2 separate regions of the Ovis aries genome follow, and region 2 is linked to region 1. A link is a contact called in public Hi-C data. All regions are on one chromosome and are shown on one strand. Each heading gives the region's core, a stretch centred on a gene start, on an enhancer-like site or on the middle of the called end of the contact. The rest is flanking DNA. Distances are from core to core; before and after follow the strand shown.

Region 1 (5,598 bases), core at 2,186-4,685:
CTTGGAAGGCATTTCCTTAACTACTGGAGCACCAGGGAAGCCCTGTTCAACTTTAAGATAGGGACAATGCTGGTATCTGTCTCCATAGGGTTGTGTAAGTATTAGATGATGAACTGATACCTGAAAACCCCTTAGAATGGAGCTGGCATATAAGGTGTTTCATATATATTAGCAATTAATGTTACCTTTAAAATCCACACTGAAGGGGAAACTTTCCAGGTCCCTCCTTCCCATGAAGAGGCCCTAAGATCTCAGCCTGAGGACTCAGAAAGGCAGCAGCCATGTCAGATCAGCCACTGGAGAAGGGTCCTGGGAGACACAGAGCAGATCACATCTCCCCAAACTCTCAGATTCCAGAGGCCACGCCAATGGTAAGGCCAGAGGGCACATACCTCCTTACCCTGATGTCCTGTGTACCTGAAGAAGGCCTAGCAGCTCCCTGTACCAGTCTCCAGGAGGAACTGGTGTTTGTGTGTGGATACATGCGTATACATACAGAAGATGGGGGGCTGTCTCTTTTTCCCTCACTACCCCGATTTTTCTCTGAATCTGAAGTCAAATGATGTGATGGAAAGAACCCCAGCTGGGCCTTAGGAGACCCAGGTGCCAGTCCTTGCTGTGTGACCTTGGGTGCCTTTCCCTCTCTGACCTCAGTTTCTCAAAGGTGCCTTCTAAGGCTGATGTTTCACAGTCTTTGAGTGGGCTTAAGACTCCTCTCCCTGGCTCCACAGCTGCACCCCAGCCTCCTCTCCCACTGTCTTCCTCACCTTCCCTCTCCCGACTCCAGTGTCCTTGTCAAAGGCTCCTGGACCTAGTAGTGAGGTAGGCTGCGAGAGTGAATGGAGGAAGACAGACAGCTTTCCAGCCTGTTAGTCTCTCTTTCCCCTCTTCCCCTGATGCTTCTCAGAGTTCGGGAGGTGGGCCCTGACTGCCAGTCTAGCAAACAGCTGGGCCTCTGGGAACTAGAGTCTAAAAACAGCTCAGGGGCAGACACAGCCAGAGGCAGAAGCCTCCGGCTTCTGGCCTCCGGGAGGGCGGCCTCTGGCCCCGCCTTGGGGTCCAGGCCTGGGACCTGCGGTGTCTGGAGGCTGCCCTGCCCATGACCAGAGCTCTACCTCGGCCCCGGCCAGCAGCCCTCTCCCCCAACGCTCTGGAGACATGCAGGCTTGCCCTGGAGGAAGAGGGTCGCGGAGTTGGAGGCTCCCAACCTCACAGAGCTTTATTCCTAAAGGGGCTGCTGGCATCTGGGAAGCCACGTTGACCACCAGGAGCCCGGGCTCACAAGTCTCTTCAGGATGAGAAAGAGGGGGATCCTCTCCTGCCCCGCTGGAGGTGCTGGCCGCCGAAGTGAGACGAGGCTCTGTCTGCTCTCCCTGATTGCTTGTCAGCAATAAACACTTCCCAAGCCTGGAAAACCATGAAATGATGAAAGGACAGCTTCTTCCAGACAGCGGGAGTCAAAAGAACTGAACCCAGACCAATAAGCAGGATTCAATAGATAACTTGGGGGACCCAATAAGACACAAAAATGCTGGGCCCCTGGTTTGAAAAGTATTCAAAATTTCAAGAAGGCAACAATAAAGCTTTAAACCAAGCATGGAGCCTCCTATGTGTGGGCCCCTCTGAGCATAGAGCCCTGTGTGATACATGATCACAGGCCCCAGCAGGCCACGCTGCCTGGAACCATCATTTACTAAGCGCCTACCATGGGCTAGACTCTTTATATGCAATATTTCATTTAATTCTCAAATAGCTCTATGAGGTAGACGTGTGTATGTCCTCTTCACAGATGAGCAAATTTAGGCTCAGGGAAGTTAAACATTTTGCCCAAGGGCACAGAAGCTAATGAGCAGTGATCAGTCACTCAGTTGTGTCCAATTCTCTCTGACCCTTTCGACTGTAGCCCACCAGGCTCCTCTTTTAGGCAAGAATACTGGAGTGGGTTGCTATTTCCTTTTCCAGGAGATCTTCCTGACCCAGGGATCAAACATGCGTCTCCTGTGTTGCAGGCAGATTCTTTACCTGCTGAGCTATGAGGGAAGCCCAGTGAGTGGTATGTGAATCCAGATTTTTCTAAGGCTAGAGCCTGTGTTCTTCTCTTGAGTGGTGCTGCCTCTGATGGGCGGTCTCTGGGGGCTGCTGGGAGCATGACCTCTGAGTGTGGGCACCCTGAGGTTGTGGCTGGGACTCCCTCCCCTGGCTTGACCTGCCCTATGCTGGGCTCTGGTGTCTGGAGGGCGTCTGCAGCCTGGTTTGAGCAATGTAGCATTGCAGAAGACACATGGGCTCTGGACTCAGACCTGGATTTGTATTCAGCCCTGCCTCTCACTGGGGACCTTCCCTGGTGGCTCAGACAGTAAAGAATCTGCCTGCAATGCAAGCAACCCAGGTTCCATCCTTGGATTGGGAAGATCCCCTGGAGAAGGGAATGGCTACCCCCTGCAATATTCTTGCCTGGAGAGTTCCGTGGACAGAGGAGCCTGAGGGGCTACAGTTCATGGGATTGTAAAGAGCTGGACATGACTGAGAGGCTAACGCTTTCACTCACTAGGGACCAGCAAAGTCACTTGACCACTTATAAGCCTCGGTTTCCTCATCTGTAAAGTGGGATAATAATGTCCACTTACTGTCATCACGAGCATTAATTCTGATCTGCACAGGGTGCCTGACACATAACAGGCGCCTGTAAAGCAAGTTCCCATCAGGAGTACACACTGGCTGCTAACCCTGTCCCTACTTTTCCTTTCTTCAGAAGCCTCCCCACCACCTCGGCCCCCTCCCTGCCCTTTGAAGCGCTGTCTCTAGGGCTTCTCCTCCAGGCCCGGCTAGTAAGAGAGATCCCTCAGCTCTTCTTTCTGGAAGAACCTGGCAATTACATCGGGTTTCGAAAGAAAGTGAAAGTGGAAGAAAGCAAAAGTGAAGTTGCTCAGTCATGTCTGACTCTTTTACAACCCCATGGACTGTAGCCCGCCAGGCTCCTCTGTTCATGGGATTCTCCAAGCAAGAATGCTGGAGTGGGTAGCCATTCCCTTCTCCAGGGGATCTTCCCAACCCAGGGATCGAACCCGGGTCTCCTGCACTGCAGACAGATTCTTCACCCTTTGAGTGTTTTCGGTTTCAAGGTTTATGGCTAATCGTGCCAGGGGGAGTTCCAGTGCCTAATGCAGGGAAATCACCAAATTCCTGGATTCTCAGTCTCAGGTCTGAGTCCTTTGCAGGAAGGTGGCCCAGCCCTGTTGCTGAGGAGCCATCCGCTTTCATTCCTCTGAGAGGCTCGCCAGCCCCCCTTTCCTCTTCCCATCCCCTTCCAGAGAAAAGCAGGTTGGCTGCTTTCCCGCAGGGAGGCTCCTTCCCCCGGAAGCCTCCCACCCACTGGGTCCAGGGCAGGATCCGGGGGGCCTTCTTATCTCGAGGGAGAGGTTTGGGTTTCTAACAGCTTCTGGCTGAGGTCCCTTATCTACTCGACTCTCACCCTCCTAGGGACAGTCCCTGGGGACAGAGTCCCCTTTCTGTCCCTCCCAGCCCGAGCCAGGAGGAGGCGGGAGATGGCTGCCCGGGGGCACACCTGTGGCCTGAAAGACCCTCCGGTGCCCAAGCAGATATTCATGGGAAGGACTGATGCTGAAGCTCCAATACTTGGGCTCCCTGATGCGAAGAACTGACTCACTGGAAAAGACCCTGATGCTGGGCAAGATGGAAGGCGGGAGGAGAACGGGACGACAGAGGATGAGATGGTTGGATGGCATCACCAACTCAATGGACATGAGTTTGAGTAAACTCTGGTAGTTGGTGGTGGACAGGGAGGCCTGGCGTGCTGCAGCCCATGGGGTCGCAAAGAGTCGGACACGACTGAGCTGCTGAACAACAACGACCCAAGAAAAGACAGCAGGGCCTCCCTCCCTGGCCCTCCCCCCGCACCCAGCTGGCTGCGGCGTCAGGCTGCCCTAGGTGACGCCTGCTCTTTTGCCCTCTCTCCAGGAGTAAATACTGGGTCAGGTTCAGTCACCAGCTGTTTAACTAAGAGCGGAGTCGTGAGTTCATAAATGGAGGGGATCCTGGGGAAGAAACGCAGTGTAGTATTACCACCCCCGAGTAGCCAGGGGCCAGCTCGCCGCGGCCAACAGCGGGCCTGGGATCCCGACCGTCCCAGTGCCCCCCTTCCCCTTGCCACAGTGGGCACTGCCAGATGCCCAGCTGTGAGGCCGGGCTGTCACGTGCGGAAGCTGGCTCCCCAGATGGGTCTCTCTTGCCAGGTGGTTTGGCACTCGGGTCTGCTCTGGGGCAGCCTGGTGTGTTCAGGTATTGTAGCTGGCCACACCTGTTCACGCAGATAGACTTATCTTCACCGCCTGGCCTCTCAGGTCTGTTTTCACCCGTTCGGACCCGACACAGCCAGATGTGCTTTGACCAGACATGCTTGCTCATGCAGATGTAGGGGCCTGCACCTAACTGATCACCCAGGTATGTCTGAGCTGATCAGGCTTATCTGCTCCCTCACGCAGACGGGGTGTGTTCCTGGGAGGCTCTGGCAGTCTTCACCATTCTGGTCATGGGCTCCCCCCAAAGTAAAAGGGATTGTGAGTATAACCCCCCCCCCCCACTTCCTCCTCACTCCTCCAGGAGGGGCCCCACACCGGGGCCCGTCCGGATTGCTTCTGGCTCCTGACCCCCGCTGACCCCTGCTGTCGGCCTGGCTCCCTCCCACTCCTCGAGCCACACCTGGCCACCCGGGAGCCCCAACCCCTCCCTGGCTGCAGGAAAAGGGGAAGCTGGACTGGGAGGAGCCCCCAGGAAAATGAGCCATGGCTCCAGGGAACAATGGTTCCTGGGCTGGGCTCCCAAGGTGTGGTGGCGAAGGGCTCCCAGTGGGCCTGGCGGGACAGGCTGGGCTGGGAAACTTGGCTCCTTTGGGCCGCTGTGGGAGGGGGGCCCTGGCCCAGGGCTGCTGATGAGCTGGGGCTCGGAGCGGGCGCTGGGAGGAGCACAGCCCGCCTGGAGTTGCTCCAGGCTCTGCCAGCCTCAGAGACCAGCGGTGTGAGTCACCCTCTGAGGCCGTCCGCAGCCTCCTGTCCTCTCGGTCAGGACTGGGGGGGCCGGGGTGGGTGGCAGCCTCAGCCTGGGCCAGTCAGAGCTGGGAGAAGCACCTGGGGGAGGGCAAGGCCCAGGTCTGAGCTCTCTTCTCTCAGCAGAGGCAGTTCCTGAGCTCTGTGCCCCGTTAAGACGAAATGCCTCACTGATGGATGCCAGACGGCGCCCACCTCCGTCCGCGCCCGCCCTCCGGGCTCCGGCTCAGTCTCCCCGTCTTTGGCCATCTTGCCCTTCGCCGTCTTTTCTCTGCGGTGCTCCCCTTTTCCGTCAGAACCGGGCTGCTGGAGCTGGAGGTCGGAACAGCACTCATCAGGGCCCAAGCCGCTTGGGCTGGGGAGGGGGCACAAGAGGGCACTCCGAGGGGCACGGTGCTGCCCTCTCCAGGCCCCGGGAAGCTGCCTGCCCTGCAGTCTCCCCTCTCTTGCTTCACCCTGTCTCCGGGGCTGGGCTGCCGCGTACGACGAGTGCTGTGGGCACCTGCAGTGTCCTCTCCCTCCTTCAGCGGGCGGT
Region 2 (5,598 bases), core at 1,351-3,850, 170 kb after region 1:
AGAGGATTTTCCATGAAGAGAGTGCAGCAAGGCCAGAAGTCCTGAGGCTCAGACGAGCCAAGTTTGGCTGAGCAGTGGGAAGAAACCCACTGTGGCTGGAGTGGTGTTTGAGAGGATGGGAGAACGAGGAGGTGGAGAGGAAGGGGATAAAGAGGTGGATGGAGCCACGTGTGAAGCAGCCACATGCAGGTGAGGCTCCCCTGCACGGGGCCGTCAGCTCGGTGCGTGGGAAGCTAGCTTAGGCTGCAGGACAAGCATGGACCTAACTTGCCTGTAACTGCTTGCAGTCCAAGCAGTCAGGGTAAGTGGAGATTAGACTGGAGAAGGGGAGACGGCTAAGGTTAATGAATTAGTCCAGGAGAGGGACGCCATGACGGACAGTGAGGTAAGCAGTGAGGCAGTCAGGGTGAAGGATATTTATGACTAATGCAAGAAGACTGAGAATCTGTGTATATAATTGATTGAAGTGCTCATGTATTTCTAAAGTGTTCGTTAAGTCAAAAACATGTGAACTTTTTTAGAAGGCAATAATCTTTGTCCTGTGCATATCTGAGGTTATTGATATTTCTCCTGGCAATCTTGATTCCAGCTTGTGCTTCTTCCAGCCCAGCGTTTCTCATGATGTACTCTGCATATAAGTTAAATAAACATGGTGACAATATACAGCCTTGACATAGTCCTTTTCCTATTTGGAACCAGTCTGTTGTTCCATGTCCAGTTCTAACTGTTGCTTCCTGACCTGCATGCAAATTTCTCAGGAGGCAGGTCAGGTAGTCTGGTATTCCCATCTCTTTCAGAATTTTCCACAGTTTGTTGTGATCCACACAGTGAAAGGCTTTGGCGTAGTCAATAAAGCAGAAATAGATGTTTTTCTGGAACTCTCTTGCTTTTTCGATGATCCAACAGATGTTGGAAATTTGATCTCTGGTTCCTCTACCTTTTCTAAAACCAGCATGAACATCTGGAAGTTCACGGTTCATGTATTGTTGAAGCCTGGCTTGGGGAATTTTGAGCATTACTTTACTAGCATGTGAGATGACCACCCTTATGACAGAAAGCAAAGAAGAACTAAAGAGCCTCTTGATGAAAGTGAAAGAGGAGAGTGAAAAAGTTGGCTTAAATTTCAGCATTCAGAAAACTAAGATCATGGCATCCGGTCCCATCACTTCATGCCAAATAGATGGGGAAACAGTGGAAACAGTGGCAGACTTTATTTTGGGGGGCTCCAAAATCACTGCAGATGGTGACTGCAGCCATGAAGTTAAAAGACGCTTACTCCTTGGAAGGAAAGTTATGACCAACCTAGACAGCATATTAGAGAGCAGAGACGTTACTCTGCCAACAAAGGTCCATCTAGTCAAGGCTATGGTTTTTTCAGTGGTCATGTATGGATGTGAGAGTTGGACTGTGAAGAAGGCTGAGCACTGAAGAACTGATGATTTTGAGCTCTGGTGTTGGATAAGACTCTTGAGAGTCCCTTGGACTGAAAGGAGATCCAACCAGTCCATCCTAAAGGAGATCAGTCCTGGGTTTTCATTGGAAGGACTGATGTTGAAGCTGAAACTCCAGTACTTTGGCCACCTGATGTGAAGAACTGAGTCAGGAAAAGACCCTGATGCTGGGAAAGATTGAAGGCAGGAGGAGAAGGGGACGACAGAGGATGAGTTGGTTGGGTGGCATCACTGACGCGATGGACATGGGTTTGAGTAGGCTCCAGGAGTTGGTGATGGACAGGGAGGCCTGGCGTGCTGCAGTCCATGGGGTGGCAAAGAGTCAGACACGACTGAGCGACTGAACTGAACTGAACTGAATCTCTGTCCCTATTTAAAAAGCATCCTCCTGGCAGTGGTCTCTCCCCCATCCTCCTTGTACTCCTGTGTATCATTGGCACGTGTCAAACTGCCTTGCACCATTAGAAATAACCTCATTTGAACAAGCTTTATTTTTCCATGGAAAAGCCTCAGTACTCACAGAGAACAAAGACCACCTTTGATATATCTTCATAACCCCCTTAGTTACATGTACAATGGTGCCTTACACCTGTCAGTGAATAGTAATGGTTGATTAACAGATCTTTTGGGTGCCTATTAGAAGGTGGTGAGAGGGATCAAAAGTCTTCTACATTAAAAAGAAAGAAACTTTTTATATTGGAATAATACAAGCTGCAAAGATAATGCAGAGTCTTCCCCCATACCCCTCGCTTCCACTGAGTAGCACAGAAACAGCCCCGCGTCAGTGTGCCCGGGGCAAGTCACCCTCTTCTCAGCAGGCCTCGGGGCCGTCCCTGGCGAAGGATCCCAGGGTCCTCCCACTGCTCCGCTCCCTTCAGCTCACTGGGAGAAGTCACGGCCGCCTGTGAGGGAGTCTCGGGGTCCAGGCGGCTTTCCACGGACGGACCCTCACCTCGCTTCCCAGAGGCCATCCCCTCCCCAGGACAGAGCCCCCTAAGGGGCAGGAGGCCCTCCCGGTGTGCCCCCTCCCAGCTGCATCTGAGCTCAGTGAGTGTCTCTTCATTGCCACAGCCCTGGGGTGCACGTCATGTCCAGCACACGGGACAGTAGACAAAGACTGTGTGACGAGAAGGAGAGAACGGTCACTGGGCACTGCAGGGTACTAAACAGCATCCTGGGGAGCAGAACGTGGCACGGAGCCACGAAGGGCGGGAGTCCAGAGCTGTGTCTGCAGAGACAGTTGGCTAACCCCTCAGCATACACACAGTGGAATGACTTGTCAAAGGTCAGGCGTTAGTCAAGGGCAGACTGAAGTCAAGGGGCGGGATTGCCAGGGCACCCCATGCTCCTCCTCATGTGTGGAGATCTCGTGACGGTGTTGGGTAGCAGTGAGTTTCAACTCTGCACAACCCTCCAGCCAACGGTGACAAAGCTGCCAGGCCGCTGTAGTCAAATTTGATCCTGGAAACCAAGAGCTCTTTCCCCGGCTGCACAAGCAGCACCCCCAGCCCCAAGCTGCCCACCGAGGGGGTGTTCCCTACCCCCGCCCCTCCCACTCCCGTTCCTGCAGGGAGAAGCACCCCAGGCCGGAAAGACAGACCCATGAAGGAACAAAGGATGGGGCAGCCCCCCTCCAATTCCTGGGCTCAGACCACAAGCCAGCACTCCATCCTGTTCTGGGAGATGGCAGGCGCTGGGGGGTGAAGGTAGGGAGGTGCGGATAGCCTGACCCTCCTCTCTCCACAACAATCGTTTCCTTTCTCTAAACTCTGTTAACGTCTTTGCTTCGTGTTCTTAAATTTTCTATGTACATCCTACCTGATACATCTATGCACACCTGATCACACCTCTTATTCCTTTCCATCTAAATTAATGATCTTAAAGGACACTGGCCAGGTTGTGTCCTTGACTCATCTGAGACCCACGTGGAAAGGACTGAGTAAATCCTATTTGTGGTATCTTTGAGGTTACTTGCAGTTTCCTTCTTTCCAGAGCCCCCTTTCTTCCTTCTTCTTTCCCCCTTTTCTGTACTTCTTAGTGAGCTGGCATTTCTGTGAGGAATGTAGTTTAAAGCTGAGGAATTACCATTGTGAATCAACTATAATCCAATATAAAAAAAACAACAACTGAAGAGCTACCAACACAAGACCTCACAGCCTGTGAGCTGGCTTAGCGGGTCTCCAGTATTGAAAATTTGTGCTAGTAAGGCCCTCTGAAATTAAGAAAACAATCTTTGGCCTGCAGACCACACCTGGAGAGCGGCCCCCTCTCACTGCAGCTAGAGAAAAAGCCTGCGCAGCAACAAAGACCCAGCATAGCCAATGAATAAGTAAGTGAAATTATATAAAAAAGATTGTTTTAATTTCAGAGGGCCTTATCTCGGCTCTAGGCTTCAGGAGGTGCACTTCCTCGGTTCTTTGAGCGAAGGCTAATGGTGCACGGGCCCAGCTGCTCTTTGGATGTGGGATCTTCCTTCCCTTCCCACAGGGATCAAGCCTGTGTCTCCTGCACTGGCAGGCGGATTCTTTACCACTGAGCCACAAGGGAAGCCCGAGAAAACAATTTTATTTACAAGTGCATCGGAAGAATACATAGGAACAAGTCTAACCACAGAGGTAGATGACTCGTGCGGGGCTAGCCAGAAAGTTCATTTCCTTTGGACCAGGAAAAACAGTGAACATGCCTCTGGGCCAGCTTCTAATTTCTGGCGGCACGGAAAGGCTGACATTAGACCAGTGGCTCTTATTGCTCCTCACACACATACACATGCATGCTAGGCCAGGCCTTGAGCTCTGTTTCAGCATGGTAGAAATTAGAGAAGTAAAATATATATGTATGTATATATATAAACACGTGTAATCTCTAATCCTGAACCTAAATAGGCAGTATCGATAGAAACTCACCATGTATTGACGTGAAACATTTTTTTCCCCTAGTTTGGTCCACAGAAAAGGCCTAATACCAATGATCAACCTAATAATAAGTACTCCCAATGCCAATATTATGGTCACTGTGGAAAACAACCTTTTCCCACAAAAGTCAATCAGATGCCCTTAGAGAAAATAGCTCATTTCAGATCTACGGCAAGAAACACACAAGGTGAGCTGGGACAGCTGGTAATGCCAGAAAGCAAAGACGCTTTCAAAGACCATTAAGTCTGCTAGGGGCATCCTCTTGTTGAGGCTCTTCTTGGCCACACTGTGAGCCCTGTGATAAGGAAAATGCGCCCCTCCCTGTGCCTTACTCCCCTTCCCCCCAGAGCTGCTCCCCAGTCCCCGGGTAGGACAACGCAACAGGCAAAAGACAGATGAGTGCTGGTCTGTGGCTCCCCCTGCTGGCGGTGCTGGGACCTGCCGCTGCCCAGACCCGGTCTTGACAGGGGCTGGTCTTTCCCCCTCAGAAAAGACACAAAGACCAGTGAAACATAGAAGAAGGCTTTAATTTCATCACCATAAACATTATACTCTGATTGCTCACATACAGCATAAAATATTTACTCCGCTAAATAAATAAGACGTGACATTATTACAAACGGCACTTAAACCCCCAGAGAGATAAGACCTCCTTAGCCCAGGTAGGGGGTGCTCCTGAGTTTCTGCACTAGAGTTCTTAAGCACAGATATGCCCTGGGGGCTGAGACGGATAGAGGCTCAAAGAGCCACACTCTGTGCTTCTGGTCCCACAACAGCCCCAAAGAAGGGACTGTGGAGCGGGCGAGGAAAGGTGGGCTTGGAGGCCCAGTCCTAGAGTGGGGGGGAGTTTGGGGGCTGGCAGGGTCACGAGGTGGGGGGTTCTAGGGAGGCTGCTGAGACCTGGAGCCCCACCCTTCACATTCCCTAGCCCTCCCCACCTCAGGTGCCAGGAGCTGGGGTATCAGTTGGGGTGAGTGGAGTTTGCAAGCTCAAGGTTAGGCAGTTTGGAGGCCAGACCAATCCCTCCAGGAGAAGGAGATTCTGGCAACCCTCATCCCAATAACCAACCATCTCAGGGGACCTAGTCGCCGAGGATCTTATCCTACCCAACTCCTAGACACTTTGATTCCCCTTCTACTTAAATAAATAAGTTAAATATTTAAAGACCAGGGTCCCTGTGATGGCACCACAGGGGCCAACAAGCAAAGTCCTAATAAAGTGTAGGGGAGGGGGAA

Evidence for each region. Hi-C and Micro-C count contacts between places; a contact is called where the count stands out from the background.
Region 2: a contact with region 1 is called in a Hi-C map of liver, with 2.9 times the contacts expected there. The contact joins two enhancer-like sites. A contact is called at or near these places in 3 of 16 Hi-C or Micro-C datasets (hypothalamus, liver and tail adipose tissue).

Annotation. Positions count from the first base shown.
Region 1 is chr12:3,098,681-3,104,278 of ARS-UI_Ramb_v3.0, forward strand. No RefSeq gene overlaps it. Among named protein-coding and RNA genes, the nearest start is that of CDK18, 12 kb to the right of the region's middle. Within about 2 kb of position 3,436, at least 14 of the 54 cell types and tissues checked have an H3K27ac peak or open chromatin away from gene starts, as enhancers often do. A contact at or near this core is called in liver, where this site is marked.
Region 2 is chr12:3,266,546-3,272,143 of ARS-UI_Ramb_v3.0, forward strand. SLC45A3 (solute carrier family 45 member 3) reads right to left here. Exons shown (of 6, transcript XM_027976217.2): 6 at 4,870-5,598. Among named protein-coding and RNA genes, the nearest start is that of ELK4, 18 kb to the left of the region's middle. Within about 2 kb of position 2,601, at least 7 of the 54 cell types and tissues checked have an H3K27ac peak or open chromatin away from gene starts, as enhancers often do. A contact at or near this core is called in liver, where this site is marked.